2 separate regions of the Sus scrofa genome follow, and region 2 is linked to region 1. A link is a contact called in public Hi-C data. All regions are on one chromosome and are shown on one strand. The core of a region is the stretch at or near the end of the contact, and the rest is flanking DNA. Distances in the headings are between cores, read along the strand shown. Region 1 has its middle 34 kb from the start of SMIM23. Region 2 has its middle 130 kb from the start of FGF18.

Region 1 (4,977 bases), core at 180-2,679:
GAAGCCTGGCCTGTTTAGCACCCTCCATCCCCAGGCACCCTCCTTCTGTCGCAGTTAGACTGCTAATCGGATCCCTCTTAGACTGTTCCGTGGATGAAAACGCTCCTTGGTAAAAAGTCTGGAAACCAGTGATGTTAAGGCGTTGGGCAGCCCTGGACTTTTTCACTAAGACATTAGTCAGTCAAGGAGCCATGTCTACACTGGAGAGAGATGACTTGGTCAGATTTGCTCTTCCAACCTTTAGGAGGATGGAGAGCAGTGGATGCGGTGGAAGGATCAGAGCCGAGGCATGACCAGGGTGGGCGGAGCTTTTGATGGCGTCATTGTGCACATTTGCTGCTGTTGGTATCCCAGCATCCATCTCCCTTTATCTATTTTTTTCCTCTGATTTCCAACTGGGTGCTGTCCCCGCAGAGCTCTTGTACCTCAAGGAGAAGCAAGCCCAAGTCCTAACTCCATGGTCCTGGCCAAGTCCTGGCCCCAGCATGTGCTTACAGCTCAGTACCCTGGCCTTTGTGATTGGCACTTGTCCCAGGGAACAATTTGCTGGGGACTTCTGAGAAGATAGCTTTTTTCCCCTGCATGTTGGTTCTTTCGCAGGAGTTCTTTTCTCACTGGATGCCCTTGTGGCCAAGAGGGGAAGCAGCCTGGCGGGGAGGTGGACTTAGGCAGGAGGCAGAGTGGAGAGATGGAAAGAAACAATTTTCTTGGATACTCCACTGAGCTGCTAACTAAGCTTTGCTGAAACTTATCCTGCCTCTGGACCTCTCGGTTGCAGAGGCCAATAAATTCTCTTAATTCATTAGTTTTGTATTACTTGGGAATGAGCTGTCCCTAAGTGATTTGGGGAGCTACCGCCTCCACTGTGCTCTTCTCCTTGGAAGCATTTCCAGGCTCTCTTGCAGATGCGGCCTCTGAGTTATACCCCTGAACTGGGCTCTGGGGACAACATGTGGCAGAGGTCATGGATCCCGTGTGGCAGCCAAGGACCAGCCTCTCCACCCCCGCTTGTCACACTTCCCTGCCATGGTCCGTATATCAGACTAACATAGCAACCACAGATGATGGCAAAATCTCAGAAACTGGGGTGGGAGAATACACCTTCTAATATTTTTCTTTTTAATAAAATGTTGTCTTGGTTGCTTTTCTTGAAACCTTTTGGATGAGGTCAGCCATAAGGCAGAAGCCCCGGGGGCTGTAAGAATTGAATATTCAACTGCAGCTTGGACCCGATGCTCTCTCTCTGATCCTTTCCAACTCTGACAAGTTCTGATGCTGTGAAAGCTGATCCAGGTGTGGTAAAGGGACTCCAAGACCCTCTGCTGTGGGCCGGGCACCTCGCAGCCGTGCTCGCCTTTGATCCATGGGAGGAGTCCATTAGTATTCCCACTTTACAGATGTGGAAACCGAGGTTCTGAGAGCCTGCGGCTCAGGACCACACAGAGGCAGAGCTAGGATTTGAATTTGGCTCCTTCTGACACTGGAGCCTGTCTACTTTCCAGGACACCACGTGGTGTGCCCTTACCGGGGGGCATTTTACTCTATAAAGATGGTTACTCTCCTTTGGAAAAGGTCAGGCTGAGTGACACAACTGCAGCCCCATGGGAATTTTTGGGGGGAGCTGTTGTTCCATTTTCTTTTCCTTTTCATGAACTCACTCGGTTCAGCCAAGGGTGCTTCAAGAGACCAATTTTCAGCCTCTATCCCCACTAAAACCTGGAAGAATGCGGACCAGCGCCAGCTAGCTTGCTGGATAATTTTGGAAGCAGCAGAGCCCCGTCGAGTTGGCCTGTCTCTAGCTCACTGTGTACAAGCTGAGGGATGTTTGTTGTTTCAGTGGCCCTGGAGCAGAACTCAGGGAGAGGGTGCGGAGCACTCAGGGGCCAAGCGTTCTGAGAGGAGAGGGTGTGTGCACACCACAGGCCAGTTTCAAAAATATCCACCATTCGGGGGGAAAAAGAAACCCCAACATGACTGCATAAGCTCTTGTGATTAATATACCCATCCCCCCCCGAGGAAACCCTCTCTCTTTCGAGACAGTCTGGATTTTTATTGAGTGTTCACTGTGTTCACAGGAGGGAATTTCGAAGAGAGCAAGTACCTAAAATAAGGGGAGAAGGATAGGTGGCCTTACTATGACCTTGAACTTTGTTTAGGGTGCTCTGCATTTTATAAGGGTCGCCTGGGATGCTATTGCTCAAATGGTTCTTCTGTTTCTCTTCTACTCTTGCTCCTCTGGTTCCCTCTGGGGGACGGTGATGGTGGTAAAAGGCAGGATCCAGGCATTCCTGAGTCCCTTGTGGTGACACCATCAGACAGTTCCCAACTTACCCCACCTCAACCTCAGGCCTGGGGCAGGTCGCCCAGAGTAGCTGTCAACAAGTTTTTGGTGGACGAATGAATAAATAAATGAATGAGTGAATGGCTGGATGCGTTTCCTTGAGGCAGCTTTCTGCTCACTGTCAGGAGCTCAGGTGAGTTTAGCAGCCCTCCTTTATTTGGAGGGGATGTCTCCTTATGTAGTCATCTACTCTGGCATGCCTCAGACCACAGGACCGAACAAGGTCAACGATGCAGAGAGTCTCTGAATTTTTGCAAAGTTTCATTCCCAACCTCTGGCGCTCGTGTGTCTTACCAAGGCCTCCAACACACTTGCCATGTCTTACTCATCCCTTTGATTAACACAGTGTCATTGATATAGTGATATCTGCCATGCCGATTGTTGATAAATGGGATGCTCTGCAGAATGTCCAGATGGTCCAGATCCCTTTGGACTGTATTATAAAAAAGGATGAGAAAGTTAATCTAGCCCTAGAGGAAGACTGTAAATTTATACTGTTGACTGTTCCATGGGAATGCAGGCTGCTTTTGGTTCTCTTTCTTGACAGGGAGAGAAAAGAATACATTTACCAGAGCTGGGGCTCCATACCATGTATTAGAGCTATGTTAGTCTTTCCTGGCAAAGATACCACATCTGGACCAGCGGCTGTGATTCTAGCTACTACGTGATTGAGTTGGTGGTGGTCCACTGTCATCATCCAGAGTCTATCTGGTTTCCGTAGGGTTCAATTAGGTGAATTAAATGGGGATATTTTGCAAACCACCACCACTACTCCTTTAAGTCATTAAGGGTGTTGCCTTGACGATTCCGCTTGAGACGTGATATGGTCAGTGATTTAATATCTTGGCTTAGGGATGGAGGCAGTTTTAGAGGCTTCCGCTTGACTTTCTCCACTAGGATGGCTCCATGTGTCAAGGAACCAATGTGGGAGTTGTCCTAACTGCAGTGCGTGTCCATTCCACTTACCATTTGAGGGCCAGGGAAATGACTAGGTCCATGCCACTGATGACCTGGCTCCCTTCTACCCCTCCTCTCACAGGCGACTATGATGCTGCTGCAACTCAGATCCAGCATCTCATAGACTTTGAAATGTCTTCATATTTTACCAAGTAAATGGCCATAGTTCCCTTTGAGGAATGGTCACGGGATTCATTACTATATATACTCCCTGCAGTGTCCCAGGATTGTTCCTCCTGGGGACCTGGTCTCTCCTTTGGTTGACAGCTTTCTGGTCTGAAGACAGGGCAAGAGATCATGACTTTTTGTTGATTGTGGTAGCTTCCCTCGATTTCCTGATCAATCACCCTAATTTCTTTTAACTATATAGTTTGAGGAATATCCTTTTGGGGATCCATATGTTTTGCCCCTGGGGCTCTGTATTCTCTTCCCCAGTTCCATAGATCTCTGGGGGCCAGCCTCTGCTCCATCCTCCACTTGTTACTATGTCACTATGATCTGGCTTCTGTTGGTTTCAACACCACAACCTGGCCTTGATTATTTTGCGATCCACTTGCTCTCATGGAGCCCTGCAAAAGCAACTCCTACCATTAGCCCTAGCCTAGGGAGAACAGCCACCCTGAATTTTAGTGATACAGCTGTCCCTGTCACCAGCACATTGCTTGTTGCATCAGTGGATGAAGATCCTCTAGGCCCAGCTGCAGAAGAGTTTGAGAATGTGTCCTGCTCATGTTGCCAAGTCCTTTGATTCCCTCTTCCATCATCTACAGTGGCAGATCTGGCATTTCTACTTAGTGTCAGCCATTCTAAAAGCTATCAGGTAGCATGTTTAATACTTTCTTCTGGGGTCCTTGTAGGGGTATTAAATTCTGTATCCTAAGGGCGTGTGCCCATATTGATAAACTGTCCCCTTTTCAATTATATTCTGTCCCCTTTATCCAGCATCTGATCTTTTCTTCTGGTCCATGCAGGCTCCTTCAGGGTATAGTCCCTTTCTACCCTTAGCAGGCACCTGTATAGAGAGATGGAAGCAGGATTAGGCAGATGAACAGCTGAACTATGATGCATGTGCATCTGAAGCTGAGATGGCCCTTCAGAGATATCCTGAATTGAGGCAAAGATGTTGGGCCTTTGTATTCCTGTACCAACCAACCATTTGATGTGGGCTTCTATACCAACTGCAGATGAGACAGTTTCCTTTAGCTGAAGGTGGTAAAGAAAAACATTATTCTGACACTTTTTGATAAGTCAAGGAAGATTTTCTTCAAGACTATTGCAATAGGGGAGAGAGATATCAGGCTCAACACTGAATATAGAGACAAATGAGGGTTTATAGCCAAGTAGAAGGTGAGGGGATTAGTGAATGGAAAGTTACCAAGAGGAGACATCAAAGGTAAGGAGATTCTTGCTAAACTGGACTAAAAGTATTCTTGTGAAAGGCAGGCCAAGGACGTATGTATTTCAAAGGTGAGAGATGAGGAACTTGATCAGATATCACGAATGATCAGATATCCAGTGTGGGGGATTCTTGCTAACTGCCTTCACAGGATTCTTGCTGAGACTAGACTCAGCTAGGGTGGACATGGATGCCCCAAGCTTAGGCCTAGTCTAGAGGGAGGTTCGGGGGAGCCCAGGTTTGGTCAAGGAAAGGGTCTATGTCAAGGGCAACACTCAGGGTG
Region 2 (5,530 bases), core at 827-3,326, 250 kb after region 1:
GTCCACGGTCATTGGAGAGTCAGCGAGGAGGTTTGGCTTCCGAGGGCTGATAAGGCTGTCAGCTAGGAGAATGGTGGCCAGTGGGCCGCATGTCTCTCATCTCCCACCAAGCTAGCTCGGACATGTTCACTTGGCTACAGAAGTCTCCGTGAGAATGCGGGAGAACACGGGCCTTTTAATGGCTAAGCCCAGAAATGGCACTATGCCACTGCTGCCACCTTATATCAGTCGAGATAACACATAGCGCCGGCCTAGATTTCAGAGGTAGGGTGATAGAGCCCACCTCCTGATGCTTCCTTTGCATCAAGTCACTCTGCCAAAGGGAGGTGGAGGCGTAGACAGGAATGAGGGCAGTGATATTTGCGGTCTACCCTGCTTGGCAATATAACACTGAATGGAAAAAGGTGAATTCCAAAAGATGACACATGAAATGATATCTTTTTATAAAATTTAAAATTAGACTTTAGTAATGTACGCAGATGATAAAAAAGAATGTATTATAAAGGAAGCAATAGAGCAATAAACATCATAAACCCACAGGCTGATTCCGCCCCGGCGAAGGCAGAAGGCGAGGAGATGGGGTGGGCGAGAACGCATTTGGGTGACAGATTATCGTCAAGGTTCTAGCCTTTATTTTCATTAGGAGAAAAGGCAATTTTCAAAAAGCGAGCTGTACGAAAACTAGATTATGATTAGGCAAGCCGTGTGTCCTTGAGGTCAAGGAAGAGAGCGCGAGAGGCTGAGAGAAAGGCATGGGCCTTGGGGAAAGGGAGCGCCCCTGGGCAGCTCTTGGATGTGGGTGAAGAGAGAGAAAAAGAGGATCAAGAATCACTTCTGGAACACGGGCTCGAGTGCCTGGATGACGGTGCCGTCTCCGAGCCGGGGGCCCCGCAGAAGAAGACAGTTTGGGGGAACCAAGAGTGACGTTGGGAGAACGTCGAGTTTGAACAGCTGTGGAGATCCGGGAAGCCAGGCCCACGGCTATCCTGGTTTTCTGGCACCTGGGAGAACGGTCAAGGCTGGAGAAGCAGGAGCCTCAGCAGCTCTAAAACGGAGAGCATCGCAGGAAGCCCTGTAGCACATCAGGATGGAAAGCCTCCCTTCGCTGAGAGCCATCCCCAGCTGCCTGGCCTTGGAGAGGCCTCACCCAGCCCTTCCTGACAGCTCCTCGGGGCACGTCCACAGCCAGGTTCCCTTCTAAGCAGTCAGGCCTCCACCCTGCAATCCCAGGCCAAGCGAGTGAGCCTGGGGTTGTGGCTGCGGGGGCCCCAGCATCAGTCTCCTCCCCCGGCAGGGCCGATGGGACCCCAGAGGGGGCTGGATGTTTGTGCAGATGACATGTTTATGGCCCAGCCTCTCCTTACTCATGCTTTTGGCTTCCCCTTGCTGATTTTGGTTGGGTGGATCCCAGTTCTGCTGCTGGATCTGGGAGCCTCGGGGCTGGGGTTGAACAGAGCTCCCTTCAACGTTTCCAACCAAGGATGGTTCCAGCCCCTTCCCCCCGTCCCCCTAGACCTCATATTTTCCCACACCCAACTTTATTACCGAATGCAAGCATCTCCGGGTTGGAAAGACCTTCCAGCATCATCGGGTCCAGTGCCTCCTTTTCTGGATGAAGGAGCAGAGGCCCAGAGGGAGGAAGGGACTTGCCCAAGGTCACCCGAGCAGGTAGAGACAGAAGATGCCGGCATCCAGACGTGGAGCTCAGGGCTCTGAAACCACCCTCCAAATCACTAGCTTTCTTGGTTGCTGTTTTGTTTGGGAAAGGACAGTTCAGCTTTTTTTTTTTTTTTTTTTGAGCCTGCTACAGCAACTTTCTCCTCTCCCAGGGAGGCAGCAGACAGTGACAGACTCTTGCTTTTACAGTTTAATTCCATAGGAAATTGGAAATAGCCTGTCAGAGATGTCTGGGTGGCCCGGCTACCCTGCCCCGACCTGGCCACCAGTGCGCTTGCTTCTCGCTGCTCCCTGGCTTGCGGGCCGTTTTCGGAAGCTCTTCCGAGGACGCCTGTGGATTCTCTCCCGGCTTTTCCTCCCAGGACGCGATGCGAGCACAAGAGCAGCCAGGTCTGGCTGGGGCCCTAAACCCTGACATTTAGCTCCCGGCAGGCTTTGGCTCTCAACTCCAGCCTGGCTTCAGTGTCACCTCCTGCCCTGAGGTTCCCAGGGAAATTGGGGGAAGGAGCTCCCAGCCCTCCTCTGAGAACCTGGGGTCCCCAGGATACCCTGAGAGCCCCCGCATGGCCCTCCCAGAACTCAGCATCTTCCCAGTCTCAGGCCGCAGTGGGTGACCCTTATCGCCTCCCTTCTCTGGCTGTCCCCTGGCCTTGGAGTCTTGCCCCGGCACCTCCATCCGTCTCAGTAACCAGCCTGGAAGCTTCAGGAGGTCAGGGTTGCTGCTGCGTGGTGGTTAGAAGAGTAAACCTCTGCAATCACACCCTTGAGCCACTGCTCTCGAACTCTGTGATTTTGGACAAATTGCTTCACTTCTCAATGCCTCGATTTTCTCATCTAGGAAGGGGGGGTGATAGCAATAGCACTGAATGTACACAGTGGTTGTGAGGCTTACATGGCATAGCCATCCAAAGGGACCAATAAATGCTAGGATTGTAAATATTCTATTTTAGCATCCCCTTCGGCCAGTCCTTCAGGGCCAAGTCCAGAGCTAGGCTATAAGAGACAAAAATACTCATGAACTGACCCCTTAAATAACTGGCAGAAAATATGGCAAAACAGACTATAGCTTCCTGGGTTCTACTCAATGCAATGAATCTTCATTGAGGCTTATCACGTGGAGACACTGTGTTTGGGCAGGAGACACAGTGATAAGCGAGATGACATAGCCCCTGCCTCGTGCATTTTCCTTCCAGTAAGGAGGCAAGCAGGTAATGGAATACTCCCAGCACAGTGAGCAGGGGACCTGGTGGAAGTGAGTTCAGGCTCAGAGGAGACACACCTCACCCGGACTTAGGTGTCAGGGAGAGAGGTGAGTGTGCAGCTGGGATCCAATGGATGAGCAGGAATGGGGGGGGGGGAGGCACTGTCTCAGCCATAAGGGCCATTGTGCATATACACCTGAGAGAGCAAGACACAATGAAGGAATTGAAGAAGGCTTAACGTGGCTGGAGTGAGGTGTAGGAGAGGAAAGATGAGGCCGGGGGAGTGGAAAGAAGCCAGACCTCAACAGACTTATAGATTTGCCCCAAAGGCACTGGGGAGCCATTGAAGAGTACAGAGGAGAGTAGCAAAGGGAGATTGCCTTTCGGATTACCTACTCAGGGTGGTGGACTGAAGGCATCAGGCTTGGAGGCAGGAGACTTGCAATGTGGCCACAGCAAAGATAAAGACGGCAGAATATGAGATGAAGTTCAGTCTTTAGGATACCATTTCAAGGCCACTCCAAAACTGGCCCCTCGGGCCCTCCCACTCTTCCTTCTTGCTAAAACTGAGAATGAAAGGAGATCCATGGCTTGAACATGCTAAGTGTAAAAGTGCAGTGTGAGTGTGGAAAATCATCCCCTTTAGGATTGCTAGTGGTTGATTTTTTTGGACACACCACATGAACTTCCTGACGGATTATAGAGCAGCACCTTCTCCTTGAGAGAGGCCCAAGGATTTATTTTAGTTTGCATCTGGAGAATCCTAATGAACCCTTGGAACTGGGGGCACACAATGGAATTCCATTCCATTCCTTCCAACTAAATTTCTTCACTTCCTTTTCCCCATGGGGCTTCTGGTTGAAACATACTCACACACAAACAGCCCACCTCCATCTCAACTTGATTGTTTCTTTTTTATTGTTTTCCAGACATTGCATATAAAGAGCAGTGAAGACCGAAGTGCACTTCTTTTTATTTCAAAAAACTTCAGTCTTCATTGTTCTTTATACACAAGTCTGGAATACAATAAAAAAAATTACAACACCTGAAACATAGAATGTTTGATGTCGACTAACCTCAATTTTAAAAATTATGAGGCAGCTAAAGAAGTAGGATGATTGAAAAATTATGATAAAGAAGAGAAAACACAATCAATAGAAACAGACCAACAAAGGATAGTTATTGAAATTGGCAAATAAGGACTTCAGAACAAAAATTATAAACATGCTTAAAATTTTAAAGGTAATACTGAAATCATTTCTGTGGAGAACTATAAAGAATAACAAAATTAAGTTCTGGAAATAAAATATGTGAAATCAGAAATTAACTCGATGAACTTAACAGCATATTAGTCAATGCAGAAAAAAGATCAGTGAATTGAACACAGGTAAATTGAATTTGTTCAAAGTGAGACCAACAAAGAGAAAAAGAATTTAAAATAAATAAAACATCAATAGTAATGATGTTTAATAATGTGAAACAAAGTAAAGCAGTCTAAATATGTGTAATTCAAGTCTCAGAAAGAGAAAAGAGATAAAATGGGACTTAAGAAATATCTGGAGAATTAATGGCAAAAATTTTCCAAATTTGATATTTAAAAAAAAAAATCGAACCCACAGATCCAAGAAACCCAATATTCTCAAGCAGGATTTTTCAAAGGTAATAGTAAAATTTCTGAAAAACAAAGATAAAATCTTAAAAAAGGACCAGAGGAAAAGAAGCATATTATATTAATAAGATTAAGAATTGATTTGCCACTCTAAACAATGCAAATAATAAAAAAATTTTAAAATATCTCCAGAGTACAGGAGAAAAAAAAAACTATTAACCTATAATTCTATATCCAGAGAAAATATCCTTCAAAACAGAAAGCAAAATAATATGATAAACAAACAAACAAAAAAAATCAGAGAATTTTTAGCTCACAGATACACCCAAAAAATTAATTGTGAAAGGAAAGATGAATAGAAATGATACTAGAAGGAAGGTTGGGTCTATAAGAAGGAATGGAGGGGCTCCTAATGTGGTGCAGTGGAAACAAACCCAACTAGTATCCATGAAGACATGAGTTTGATCCCTGGCTTCACTCAGTAGGTCAAGGATCTGGTGTTGCTGTGAGCTTCAGTGTAGGTCACAGACACAGCTTGGATACCACGTTGCTGTGGCTGTGGTGTAGGTTGGCAGCTGTAGCTCCAATTTGACCCTAGCTTGGGAACATCCATATGCCGCAAGTGTGGCCCTAAAAAACAAATAAAAGGAATGGAAAATGCCAAAAAATGTATATGTAAGTAATTATAAAAGTCTATATTTTTCTTTACTTACAACTGACAATATAAATAAAATAATGTGTGGTGGGGTTTCTAATACATAAGAGAATAAAATATGTGAAAATAATGATATAGAGGACAAGAAAGGGTTAATGAAAGTGTACTTTTTAAGGTTTTTCTTTTAAACATGGAGTTTTATATTATTAATTGAAGATGTGATAAATTAAGGATGTATACTTCAATCTCTAGAGCAAACTAACAAACAAAAAAGTAAAAATGTGTAGTTAAAAAGCCAATAGAGGATATTCAAAGTAATAATAAAATTTTCTTGATTAATCTTTTAAAGGCAAGAAAGGAAAATCAAAGGAATGAAAAAAAGATAAG

What was found. A called contact is a pair of places that touch in the nucleus more often than the background predicts.
Region 2: a contact with region 1 is called in a Hi-C map of skeletal muscle, with 8 times the contacts expected there. The contact joins two enhancer-like sites. A contact is called at or near these places in 1 of 47 Hi-C or Micro-C datasets (skeletal muscle) and 1 of 2 datasets of contacts at active chromatin or transcription factors (skeletal muscle).

What each region holds. Positions count from the first base shown.
Region 1 is chr16:52,376,497-52,381,473 of Sscrofa11.1, forward strand. No RefSeq gene overlaps it. Among named protein-coding and RNA genes, the nearest start is that of SMIM23, 34 kb to the right of the region's middle. Within about 2 kb of position 1,430, at least 1 of the 83 cell types and tissues checked has an H3K27ac peak or open chromatin away from gene starts, as enhancers often do. A contact at or near this core is called in skeletal muscle, where this site is marked.
Region 2 is chr16:52,623,250-52,628,779 of Sscrofa11.1, forward strand. No RefSeq gene overlaps it. Among named protein-coding and RNA genes, the nearest start is that of FGF18, 130 kb to the right of the region's middle. Within about 2 kb of position 2,077, at least 8 of the 83 cell types and tissues checked have an H3K27ac peak or open chromatin away from gene starts, as enhancers often do. A contact at or near this core is called in skeletal muscle, where this site is marked.